Linked DNA regions of Gossypium hirsutum: all the other regions are linked to region 1. A link is a contact called in public Hi-C data. All regions are on one chromosome and are shown on one strand. The core of a region is the stretch at or near the end of the contact, and the rest is flanking DNA. Distances in the headings are between cores, read along the strand shown. Region 1 holds the start of LOC107910195 (N-terminal acetyltransferase A complex auxiliary subunit NAA15). Region 2 holds the start of LOC121220114 (protein TRANSPORT INHIBITOR RESPONSE 1). Region 3 holds the start of LOC107910134 (peter Pan-like protein).

What was found. Hi-C and Micro-C count contacts between places; a contact is called where the count stands out from the background.
Region 2: a contact with region 1 is called in a Hi-C map of seedling, with 2.6 times the contacts expected there. The contact joins the promoter of LOC121220114 here to the promoter of LOC107910195 in region 1. A contact is called at or near these places in 5 of 34 Hi-C or Micro-C datasets (leaf and seedling).
Region 3: a contact with region 1 is called in a Hi-C map of petal, with 3 times the contacts expected there. The contact joins the promoter of LOC107910134 here to the promoter of LOC107910195 in region 1. A contact is called at or near these places in 3 of 34 Hi-C or Micro-C datasets (leaf and petal).

The regions. Positions count from the first base shown.
Region 1 is chrD08:46,059,622-46,063,531 of Gossypium_hirsutum_v2.1, reverse strand. LOC107910195 (N-terminal acetyltransferase A complex auxiliary subunit NAA15) reads left to right here and starts at 2,267. Exons shown (of 7, transcript XR_001687536.2): 1 at 2,267-2,393; 2 at 2,494-2,595; 3 at 2,710-2,753. It also overlaps the pseudogene LOC121220346.
Region 2 is chrD08:45,713,245-45,717,154 of Gossypium_hirsutum_v2.1, reverse strand. It overlaps LOC121220114 (protein TRANSPORT INHIBITOR RESPONSE 1), which reads right to left and starts at 2,023. Exons shown (of 3, transcript XM_041099302.1): 1 at 1,156-2,023; 2 at 22-517. The coding sequence starts at 1,622.
Region 3 is chrD08:46,343,441-46,347,350 of Gossypium_hirsutum_v2.1, reverse strand. LOC107910134 (peter Pan-like protein) reads left to right here and starts at 2,174. Exons shown (of 7, transcript XM_016837901.2): 1 at 2,174-2,330; 2 at 2,514-2,705; 3 at 2,810-3,040; 4 at 3,266-3,358; 5 at 3,454-3,641; 6 at 3,743-3,910. The coding sequence starts at 2,313.

The sequences.
Region 1 (3,910 bases), core at 1,018-3,517:
CGGAATAGACCAAATATGACGGTATAGGTAGGTTAGGCTGGAACTTGAACCAAAATGAAACATATACTATGTGGTTTCCATTTATGTTTGGAATGAAATGTAAAAGATTAGTATGTCTAGAACCAAAACGGAACATATACTTCTAATTTCAACAAACGAGACATAAACATTGAAACCTAATTGCAAATGTTTACACCCCTACCTTTATTCGTTCAATACTAATTATTGTACCTCAAGTGTTTACTGTTTCAGCATACCCAGGACCTTGCTCTAAGCTAGCCTTGAAGTGATATCAGCCACGCAAGTGCTCACATGTGGCCTCGAATCAAACAGCTTCTTGGTCGAGCTCCCCCAACAAGTACTGAACATTAGGGAGGTGATGCAAATCGACCAAGGTGAAGTGGTCACAAGCCAAGTACTTGGACTCAGCCAAATGAGCCTCGTACACATCTAAAACTTCAGCAAGCTTAGCTTCATTTTCTTCCATAAATGGTCATCCCAAAATGGGGCTTGTAACGTAGCTCAAAGACTAGCTTAGTCAATGGAGGGTTAAACTGGTGAGCTTCAACTCTCTTCCACAATTCAAGGACTGCCATAGTCTTGTTAAAGCCCGGCAACAAGGGTTTTTGCTATTATAAAAAGGAAAAACTTTACCAAAGAGCTTCAAGTCCTCTTATTCAAAAGCTGGAACCTGACCAAATGGCTGGAAAAAACACAGAAGCTAAATCATTTGTCTTGTAATAAATGTTTTTTTTAAATAGATACTTACATTGGGGGAAAGGAAGTATTGGGATTTATGCTCAGCAACTCCCAGGTTTACAAGAACAAACTAAAACTCGACATCTTTCTTGTAAAGGCAACCAAGAACCCTCTAAGTAGCTGTTGACCTATGGATCCCATGCACTTTCATTACTGCCACTAGTTTCTCCACGACTGTATCTTTGCATAACAACTTCAAAAGATGAGGAATATTTTTTGGGTTTTCTTATGCATAAATGTATTTTAATATATATATATATATAAGGTGGATTTGGATTCAATAATCGAATTTTAAAAATAATTTATACCTATTTTAAATGTTATTGGCATTATAGATCAATTGTATATTAATCTAATTTTGAAATTACGAAAATTCTTTCTCATATATAAATTAAGTTGTATTTTTATTGAAAATTTTTTAATCTCTTTCTTATATAATAAATCCATAAAAACTTGATTATAATTGTCATAACGTTGCCTACATAAGAGTAGGCGGGCTTAGTAAGCAAAGCTAGACACAAAGGGACTAAATTACGTAGAGTCGCTATTAATTAATTAGGGCTAGGTTGGTTAGCCACACTATAGCAAAACAGGTTTTTAGCAACACTTTTAGCGGCGTTTGGATAAAAACGCCACTGTAGATCTCACATTAGCGGCGCTTTTTGAAAAACGCCACTATAGATCGAGCATTAGCGGCATTTTTCAAAAAGCCCCGCTATAGATCGAGCATTAGCGGCGCTTTTTGAAAAATGCCGCAAAAAAATTAAGTACAACGCCATCGTTTTATGTTGAGCTTCGGTGGCATTAGCAGTGCTTTTTGAAAAATGCCGCTAATACTCGACCTTTAGCGGCGCTTCTTGAAAAACGCCGCAAAAAAATTAAGCACAACGCCATCGTTTTATGTTAAGCTTTGGTGGCATTAGCGACGCTTTCTAAAAAATGCCGCTATAGATCAAGCATTAGTGGCGCTTTTTGGAAAACGTCGCTATAGATCAAGCATTAGCAGCGTTTTTTGAAAAGCGCCGCAAAAAAATTAAGCACATCGCCATCGTTTTATGTTGAGCTTTGGTGGTATTAGCGGTGCTTTTTGAAAAACGCCGCTATAGATCGAGCATTAGCGGTGCTTATTTTAAAAACGCCGCAAAAAATATTTTATCTGTTTTAACTAGTTTATTTATATTAATTAAAATATAATTTATTTTTAATTGAATATTTATATTCTTTGGAAAAAAAATAATGACACGTAGAAAAAATTTAAAAGTAAAAACATAGAAAAATATTTGTTAAAAATGAAAAAAATTAAAATACTATTATTTAAAATAATTTTAAAATTTGTTGGGTACATTACTGATTGTTTTTTTAATTTATATATTAAATAATTTCATATATAATTGAAAAAGATAAGATAGTATTAATTTTAAAATATTTAATTAATTATCATTATAGTTTAGGGTTAATATGATTTACGGTATATAGTTAATTTAAGATTTAAAACGAGTTTAGAAATTACTATTTTAAGGTTTGGGGATTATATATGAATTTAGGAATTATGAATTAGAAATTATGATTTAAGGGTCGGGATTTAAGGCGATCTTTCGATTCCAAAAATTTTCTTTTTTCTCCTCGTATCTCCGGTTCAGTGTTCTTTTTTCTTTTTTCATTTTTTATTTTTCATTTCATTTCATTTCAGATTTTTTTTAAAAAAAATTATTTTTGAATACTGTTTTGGTTCAGGAAAGCGCCGAGCTTTGTGGTAGTCAGATCTGATGAACCATGAACTTGGATTTGAACCCTGAAGGTCGAAGGGCTCAACAATTTATTGCCAATGCAGTTGCGGTAATTTTTCCTTTTTATTTCGCTCTCTCTGTCTCTTCGTTTTCTATGTTTTGAAAATTCTTGGTGTCATTTCCTATGATGTTACTAATTTAATTGTTTTTTGATTTTTTTTAGACCAAAGAAGATAGCTCTGCAGCGTCGTCATCTTCGAAACCAGGGTAATTATTTTCGATTTTAGAGTTCAGAATTAACTTTTGAATTAGTGTTACATTGTTGTTAATTGCTTTAATTTTGTTAAATATGAAAGATGTTGATATTATTACTGTTGTATTAGCATGGTATTGCTCAATTTTTCTTAGTTTTCTGCCTAATGACATAACCCAAAGCTTGCATTGTTATTTTGATTCTTTTGTTTTATTTTATAACTTAGTCTTTTTTTTCAGTTCATGCCTGGGTTTTGACGAACATCTTTTTTCCTCTTTTCATTGCAATCCTGCAACTTTAGTTGAGATGCATGCTTAACCAAGTCTTGCTCATATTATGGTAATGTTCATGCATTTTATACCATTCAGGCATTAACCTCTTTCTAACATCAGTACAGTTTTATGTTAAAAAAAAATCAGTACAGTCTTTCACAAGTGAATTTGTTTTTCCATATCACTGTTGTTGCTGGCTTATAGTAGGACTTTCTAAAATGACTGATTCATTGCAGTCTGTCTACTGTCATCAGCTGATTGTCAGAGGCATATGCGTCAAAGGTTGAATGGGTGTCACTTGATTCTTGGGTGTATGCTTGCATGTATATATGTTTGTTTCGTGTGTTGCAATGGAGCTATGTTCATCATTAATTTTATCTGTTTATTTAGATCCTTGTTTATGATTTATACATATTGATTTATACATAGTGTATACATATTGATCAAATCAGAATTACATAGTGTAAAAACTGCACAACTCTATCTTCTGGGTTACTTCTCATTTGTTACTATGAAGATGTAAAAACTCTATCTTCTGGGTTAAATCTGGATTGCTTTTATTCTTATAGGTGTTAATGTGCAAATAACATGGGACAAAGCAAAACCATCTTTTGTAGCTTTAGTTTTTGTCTAATTCTTCTCTTCTTTTGCTTGATATACGCAGCTAAAATTTGTAGTCATGTTCCTATTTTCATTGATATGGATGGTTATGATATACGTGTATTGCAAAATCTTTCCAGTGGCGAATATGCTAATATCAGATGCTATATTGTGTCCTAGCTGTTAATCATATTCATTCAATTAAATTTTTACATCTTTTTATTTTACAGTTCCAAATTGTACCTTTGGATTTTCTGTTCCTGATATAGTGCTCTAGGTTGCTTCTCTCTCTCGTGCTT
Region 2 (3,910 bases), core at 774-3,273, 350 kb after region 1:
ATGATACAGTAATGGACTTACCAACATGCGTTGCAAACTCGGACATTGGCTTACAAGCTTGGTAAGATCGGGATTTTGTATGGGAGCGTAGCTTAAGTTCAATGATGTTAATCTGGAGCATACAGAGTAAATAACTGGAAGGTAAGCTGGGACTGCATCCCAAAACCCGGACAAGCTCTTTAATTCCTTGCAATTACAAAAAGCTTCAGCCAAGTTCGAGTACACGTCTGACCGTAGCTCAGCTGCATAGGTGCCAGTGCCAAATTCAATCAGCTGCGGTGCACGGGATAAAAGGTTGGCAATCTTATCGAGGGGCACTTCACGGTTGAGCAAAAGCCTCCTCAAGTTGGGACATCTACCAACTAGGCGCTCCAAGGCCGAGAAACTAACGTCATCGGATCCTAAGCAGGAAATGTTGAGAGACACAAGGGATGTGTATGTGTCAGGAAAATGGTTGAGCCAATGCCCACTCAAATCATCCACTTCACTGTCTCTCAAGTCCAGCTCTCTCAGATTCCTGTATCACAAAACCAGATTTGATTCATATAAACAAGGAATTAAAAAAATCGACCAAATCAAATACAAAATCAAGAAGAAAGTTTCTTTTTTACAATTGAACTTACAAGAGAAGAAATTTGCATATTCTTTAAGCATCTAATTGCTCAAACCATACAAGAAATAAAGTTCTAATCTAGGAACAAAAAACAAACAAATCCCAAGATGGAATTAAAATAACATACAAAGAAGGATAGAAAAAAAAAAGGAAAAATTTTGAAAAAAGAAATACGATAAGAATCTGCAGTACCAACTTGGAAAATCAGTCCCTACATCCTCAATTTACAAAATATATTATTCATCGTTATACAGCAAAAGCAAAGCCCACGTTTCCCAGACGTAACCGTTTAAAATCTGGAAAACAACCCCCGAAAAAGAATCTAGGGATAGCAAACAAGAACAAGGAATCCTAGGGGAAAAGGGGCATTTGAAGTGAACAAAACTCTACCCTTCTCAAAAATCACTAAGAAAACAGAAATGTAGCTAAAACCAAAAACAAAAATTGAATCTAACAAAGACCCAAGGTCCAATTCTTTGTCTAACTGAAAAGCAAAGAAAAAGCCAAACAAACGAAGTGAAAAAAGAGTTCATCAAACTCACTTGCAGCCAGCAGCAATAGCAGCGAGCCCATCAGTTGAAAACCCTTCACAAGAAAAGAGCACCAACACTTGCAAATTCGTAAACGACTTAGCAACAAGCTCCAGGCTCTCGTCCGTGACAACCATTCGCTTAAGCCGGATCTCTTCGAGCCATGGATAGGCTCCAGCCATTTTCGATATCCATGGAAGTACGTACCCGCCCCAACCGTCCGGTACCAGATTGAAGTCCGCGAAGTGTGGCTTCCCTTTTAGCTCAATGGATCTGATATCCGGGAACCGCCTGATCACCATCGTAGGGCTGACGGCGTAACAGTTCCCCACGAATATCTTCCTCCGACACCACCGTTCGATCTCGTACCACGATTTGCACACCAACGACGCTGCGTTCCGGTCCTTGACCGATTGTATGAACGAGAAAACGTGCTCCAAAATCTCGTCGGGGAACGAATACGCCGTTTTCTTCTGCATTTTGAAAAATCGAGAAAGAGAAACAAAAAACAAACACACACACACGCAAAGAGAAATTAAGCCTTTTTGGATTAAAAATATACAAAAAAAAAGATTTCTCTTTTTTGCCTTTCGGTTTGGCCGAAGTTTGGGGTTTTCTTAAGCTTTAGAGTTCATTTTCAGATCTGAAACGCCATTAATGAAGGTTACAGTGAGAGCAGAGGTTAAGGAGCTATAAAGAGAGAGAAAGTGAAGTGATATGACAGATACAAGGTGAGAGAGGATAAGAATTTTTTTTGATGTGTTGAGAAGAAGGGTTAGATTTTAACAATGGTTAAATATGTCATGTCAAATTAGGTCTAATTCTAGGTTTAGTCCCTTTACTATGTTGAAATTTTGAAATTTATCTCTATGTTTTTGTTTACATAACTTTGTAAATTGACAACCTCAATTGTTACTTATATTAAACTAGAAAAGGGGTTAAACATGATTGATTGAATTTTTATGTGATATAAATTGTATGATCGTATAATACAAAAGACTTCACGTCAACACTCTAACAATATCAACAAACAATTTTATCGAATTTAAATACACTAATGACATTATAAAAGTACGAGTAAGAAGTCAAGTGATAGGAAAAGATAGCCAATTAGGGTGATATTGTAAAAAATTTATAACAAATCATATCAAATTAAAATAAAACAAAATGATTAAATGTCAAATTTTAGTATTACCGTGGACTAAACCAGAATTATAGCGAAAGGAAATATGAGGGTATCAATTTTTTGTGTGGGGATAACTAATGGACGTTTAAGATAGAGACACGTGGTGGGGGTGAGATGCGGGCCATATGATGGACGGTGGGAAGGGGAGATCTTATCCGTCGGCAACGAAGCGGAGCCGCAGAAAACGGGTGTATGGAAGAGCGTGTAGGGGCAGATGTTCGACGAGATTTTTGAGGAATATATCGGGAAGGAGATGGAGCGACGAGATATTGATACGAGGAGGGCTGATAAAATGTGGTGATGTGTAGGGGAGAGTGGTGGTGCAATGAATCCCATGATGCGCGTAGCACGGCTGGATCCGAGGGATCTCGATATGCGGGGACCACAATAAAAGGGATAAAATATTATTATAATAATAACGACAAAAAATTCATAAACACTTTGTTTGAGATTTCTCAATTTTGATTAATTCAAAATAATAATAATAATAATTAATAACTTAAATTTATGTAAAATGATTAGAACTGAAACATCAAAAACTTAACTTAAAAATTCGAGTCAGGATGATTTAATTAAAAGTATAGATGTTTACATTCATTTACCTAGCAAATGTTTACATTATTAAAACACATATTTATATATAAATTAATTCGAGTCTCGAGTTATATATAAATATGTGTTTTAATCATTTCAAATATTTTGATAAGATGTTGGTCAATTAATTTAAAATTTAAAGCGACCTGTCGATTTTCAAAAATAATAAGTTAAGGTTTGGATTTAAACAATCCAATACCCTTTAAAGGTAATAAAGGATAGGGCAATTTTTTGCATTCCTTAACCTCCACTAGATATACCCTTAGCAAAATCTAGCATCGCCCAACCCAAATATGACTCGAAGAAATCAAAGCTATATGAAATGTGACAATTTTAATATTTTTTTATAAAAATAGAATAATAAATTTTTATTACTAATATTTTAAGCTATACTAATAATCATTCTGTAGGTATAATGTTAAAAGAATATACTTTAAACTACTATAATATTATGTTGAGACAAGAGCAAGTTTTATTTCTAAATCCAACCTTATTTCAAAAAAAAGAAAATCTCAAAATGTGTTTATGCATTCCCTAAATCCTTAATTATTATTAAAAAAAAGTAATAAGTAGTAGAACAACATTGATAAGTGATTCATCATAGATTTGGAAATTAAGAAATGTTGGTGTCCATGGATAACATTTTTGTTTCTATTTTGACTTCATGGGTGGAGATAATCATGCCCGCTATGATTCACTTTCTATATTTCGTCTTCAATTAAACTAAACAAACTCCTGATTAAAAACAATAATGACTCATTCTTTTTTCCCCAATATTTGCTGAAGAGATAAAAGAGTTCCATTTTCATTTGCATACATTAACCAAATAATGTACAATATTAATATCTAATTTGGTGTAAATAAATGTTATAAACGTTGTTTTTATGTTTACATTAAATTAAACATATTCCAACAAAAGAAAAGTCTCCTCATTACTTTTCATACATTAATCATTCACGTTTCCAAGTGACAAACATGTGTTCAAGT
Region 3 (3,910 bases), core at 925-3,424, 280 kb before region 1:
TGGACCCTCGTTTTAGCATCTTGCGGCGACGTTGCCTACTCCTTTACGAAGCCAACAGTAGATACGACTTACAGTTATGTCTAAACCAATCCATGTCATCCGGAGATGTCATCAACACCGGTGTGACAATGGTTCACTCATTGGCAAGTAATTGTAACTACGCTGCCACATCTCGATATACTTATTGTGGAATGTTCGCCAATCTTTCTCAAGTCTCCTCCATAAGTCGATCTTGTGCAAGTCATCGAGCTTTTAGGGTGGCAAGGGAATATGTTGCGTACACACAAACTGTCGCATCACTCGGTCGAATTCGTGCATCTTGACCATTGCAAAAAAGACCAATGGCACTTTGACATGCCAAATGTTGCGATTGGCCAAAAATTTGGTTGAGATGCATTCTTGAATCCTTGGATCCGCATGTAACATCTATACAAACTGCAATACGAATTTATAATTTTTAGCACGTGCCTAATATTTAATTTCAAGTACTAGAATACATATTATATAACTTTGAAATTCATAAACTAATCTCCTATTCAGTTTCTTGATCTAAAGTTAGTCGGATATCCTCAAGCTCGATTGGTATACTATTGTGTCTCGCGGGGTTATTCCACCTATTCAAATAATATAATATTTCAAAATTACAACAATGAAAAATAAAAACGGTAATGATATTGTCAAATGAATTTTACCATATGACATGTGGGAATTCATAAGGGAGTTGCAATCGGGGGCGTAAAAATGGTAGTCGATGCCATTCCTATGATTGAAGGAGCATGCAATCATCAATTTTAGCTTTATTCAATATCCTCACTCAATACATTTCTCGGTACAATGTCACCAGAATCATTGATCCTCGACTAAGTCGTCCCGATTCTTTCAAGTCGACTAGTAGTAGTAGTCACCTTAAATGTACCTAATTGCAAGATTTATCTGGCATTAGAAGACCTCCAATCAACCTTAAGATAATGCGCATGCGAATTGTTCCTTTTCAACGTCACTTGTAAAAGCCTCGATTGTTTGGAAGTTGTCCTCCAACCATCTCATCTAGATCTGACTACCCCTAAACCTGTTCGACACCTTCCGTAGTTGTTGCTCGCATGTTGCACTATATAAACATAAAAAATTAATAATCTAAACAACATAATAATTAACTATTAAAAATAAATAATTTAATAAATTTTCTTACCATTTGTAATTGGACGCCAGGGATATGCTTGTCATCAAAACGATTAAGTTGATTTGCCATTTAAAAATTATAACGAAAAGAATAAAATTGAAAAGAATAAAATTAAAAAAATAATTGAGGATTGAAAATTGAAAATTGAAAATTGAAGATTTATAATAGAAAATTGGAATTTGAGGATTGATAATTTAGGAAGGAAGAATGAGTATTGAATATTTGGTTGAAAAGAACGAAGTGTAGAGGGGTTTATATAGGAATTTTTATGGTTGTTGGAGCCCTTGTAGCTGTTAGAAAAGTTATCGTAAGAATAGTTATCGTTGAAAGGAAAACGTGTCCTACAAGGCGCGTTTTCACTTCACTTATGTGTTAGTGAAAACATGCCACATGTTTTCAGGATAGAGAATAAAAACATCGTAGATCGATAAATATGTTTGAATTCAGTCTACTTTTCTATTTTTTTTTCAGCATATTTACCTAAATTAACCTAAAAAAAACATTGTTAATGACTTGAATTTTATTGAAGAATTTTAATAGTGTTAAATCCAAAAAGTAGAATGATTAAATTCTCGTGGTCAGAATATGCTCTAAGTTCCTATATTCATTGTACATTTGGAATATAATCCCTCTATTTTTCAAATTTCATAATAAAAGTCTAATTATCAACACTATTAAAATTTTTCTATTAAATTCAGGTTCATTATACCGCTAATTTTTGTTACATGGCTATCAAATTAGTATTTTTTTTATTTCAAAGCTTCAAACCAGTAAATTTAATAAAAGAATCTTCAATGTATTGACTATTAAATTTAAATTTTGAAATACAAAAAATAAAAAGAGTAAATTCTTAAAAATAAATGGAGAAACTAATGGTACAAAATAAAAAGTAAGCGACTAAATTCTATGTTAACCTAAAAGTCAGAAACAAATTTTGGGGCTTAAAAAATAAATGGGCTGAAAGCTTTAAAACTGGTTAAACCCAAACCAAGTTATTTGCCATATAAACGATAAAGAGCATAATTCCAATTTTGTGAGTGAAATTGCCCTTTCTCCAAAAACCCAGCCTTAAACCCTTCTTCTCATTCAATACTCCATTCGAACAGGTTGCGGCGTCTCCCTCCTCTGAGCCATGGCTCGTTTCCATAACGTAAGTAATAGCTCTGTTTCTTTAACTTTAGCATTGTGCGACTCTTTTCGAGTCCAAAATTAGTCTACTCAGCTTTGAATTTAGGCCTATTTTTGCACAGTTAGGGTTTTTTTGGGGTTCTTTGTTTTTTTTTGTTGGTTTGGTTTAATCATGTTCTGGTATTTGAATTTAAAAAAAAAACAGAGAAAGAAGAAGGTTTTTGTTAAGCCAATTGTGAAAAAGCAGCAGCAACAGCAACCGAATGTAGACCATATCACAGGGAATAAAATCCCGAAGAGTTTTGTGTTTTCGAGGGGGAAGCTTCCTGGTCCTCTTAGGCAACTTCAAATGGATTTGAGAAAATTGATGCTTCCTTATACTGCTCTCAAACTCAAGGTAATTCCTTTACCTCTTTTTTGTTTAAAAAAATTGAAATTTTGTTGTTTTATAAGTTGTCCCTTTAATTAGATTTATTGTTTGTTGTTGTTTAATGGTTGCAGGAGAAGAAAAGGAACAATCTGAAAGACTTTTTGAATGTTGCAGGGCCAATGGGTGTAACCCATTTCCTCATTTTATCTAAAACCGAAACTTCGCCTGTCCTTAGGGTTGCAAAGACCCCTCAAGGCCCTACTCTTACATTTAAAATACATGAATATTCATTGGCTGTTGATATATCCCAATCTCAATTGCGCCCTCGTTGCCCTCAGGATCTTTTCAAGAATCCTCCTTTGGTAATTTCTTCTACTCACACTGTCTCAGCAGTGGAACTTGTTAGGTTATTGTAATTCTTAGCTGCTTGTATAACTTAGAAATGGATGTCTTTTTATGAGCCAAATACTGTTGTGTTTTTTTGTGTTAAAACTAAAGAGAGATTGAAACCTCATGCTTTCTTTGAGTTTATGCCTTAACTTGTATGCAACCTTCATGGTAGTAATTCTGAATATATCTTTGGGCAGATTGTTCTGTCTGGTTTTGCGGCAGCAGATGAACAATTAAGGCTCACGACTACGATGTTCAAGAACATCTTTCCGGATATTGATATCAATACTGTGAGTTCACTTAGACAGTTAAATTATAGTATCTAAAGTGACCTCATTTCTTTTCTTCTTCCCTCTTTAACATTGTTTGGACATGAATGTTTCAGGTTAAACTTTCTTCTTGCCAGAGGATTCTGTTGCTTAACTACAATAAAGACACGAAGCTTATTGATTTTCGACATTATTCTATCAGACTACAGCCTGTTGGTGTCTCGCGTAGAATTCGAAAATTCGTGCAGAACCATCAAGTGCCTGATCTTCGGAATCTTCAAGATGTGAGCGACTTCGTCACTAAGTGAGTATTGTTATGAGCTATAAATATTTATTGTACTGTCCTTTTGAATGGTATACTCTTTGTGATTTGTTTGGTTCACTCCTTTGATCTATTATATGAAGAGCGGGTTATGGATCAGAAAGCGAAGTTGATGAGGAAGCTGCAACAGTTACTCTGACTAGCGATCTTAGTCGAGTTAATCGTGCCTCTACAAAAAGCGCGGTTAAGCTTCAAGAAATTGGACCTAGAATGACTCTCCAACTCACCAAAATTGAGGGTGGATTATGTGC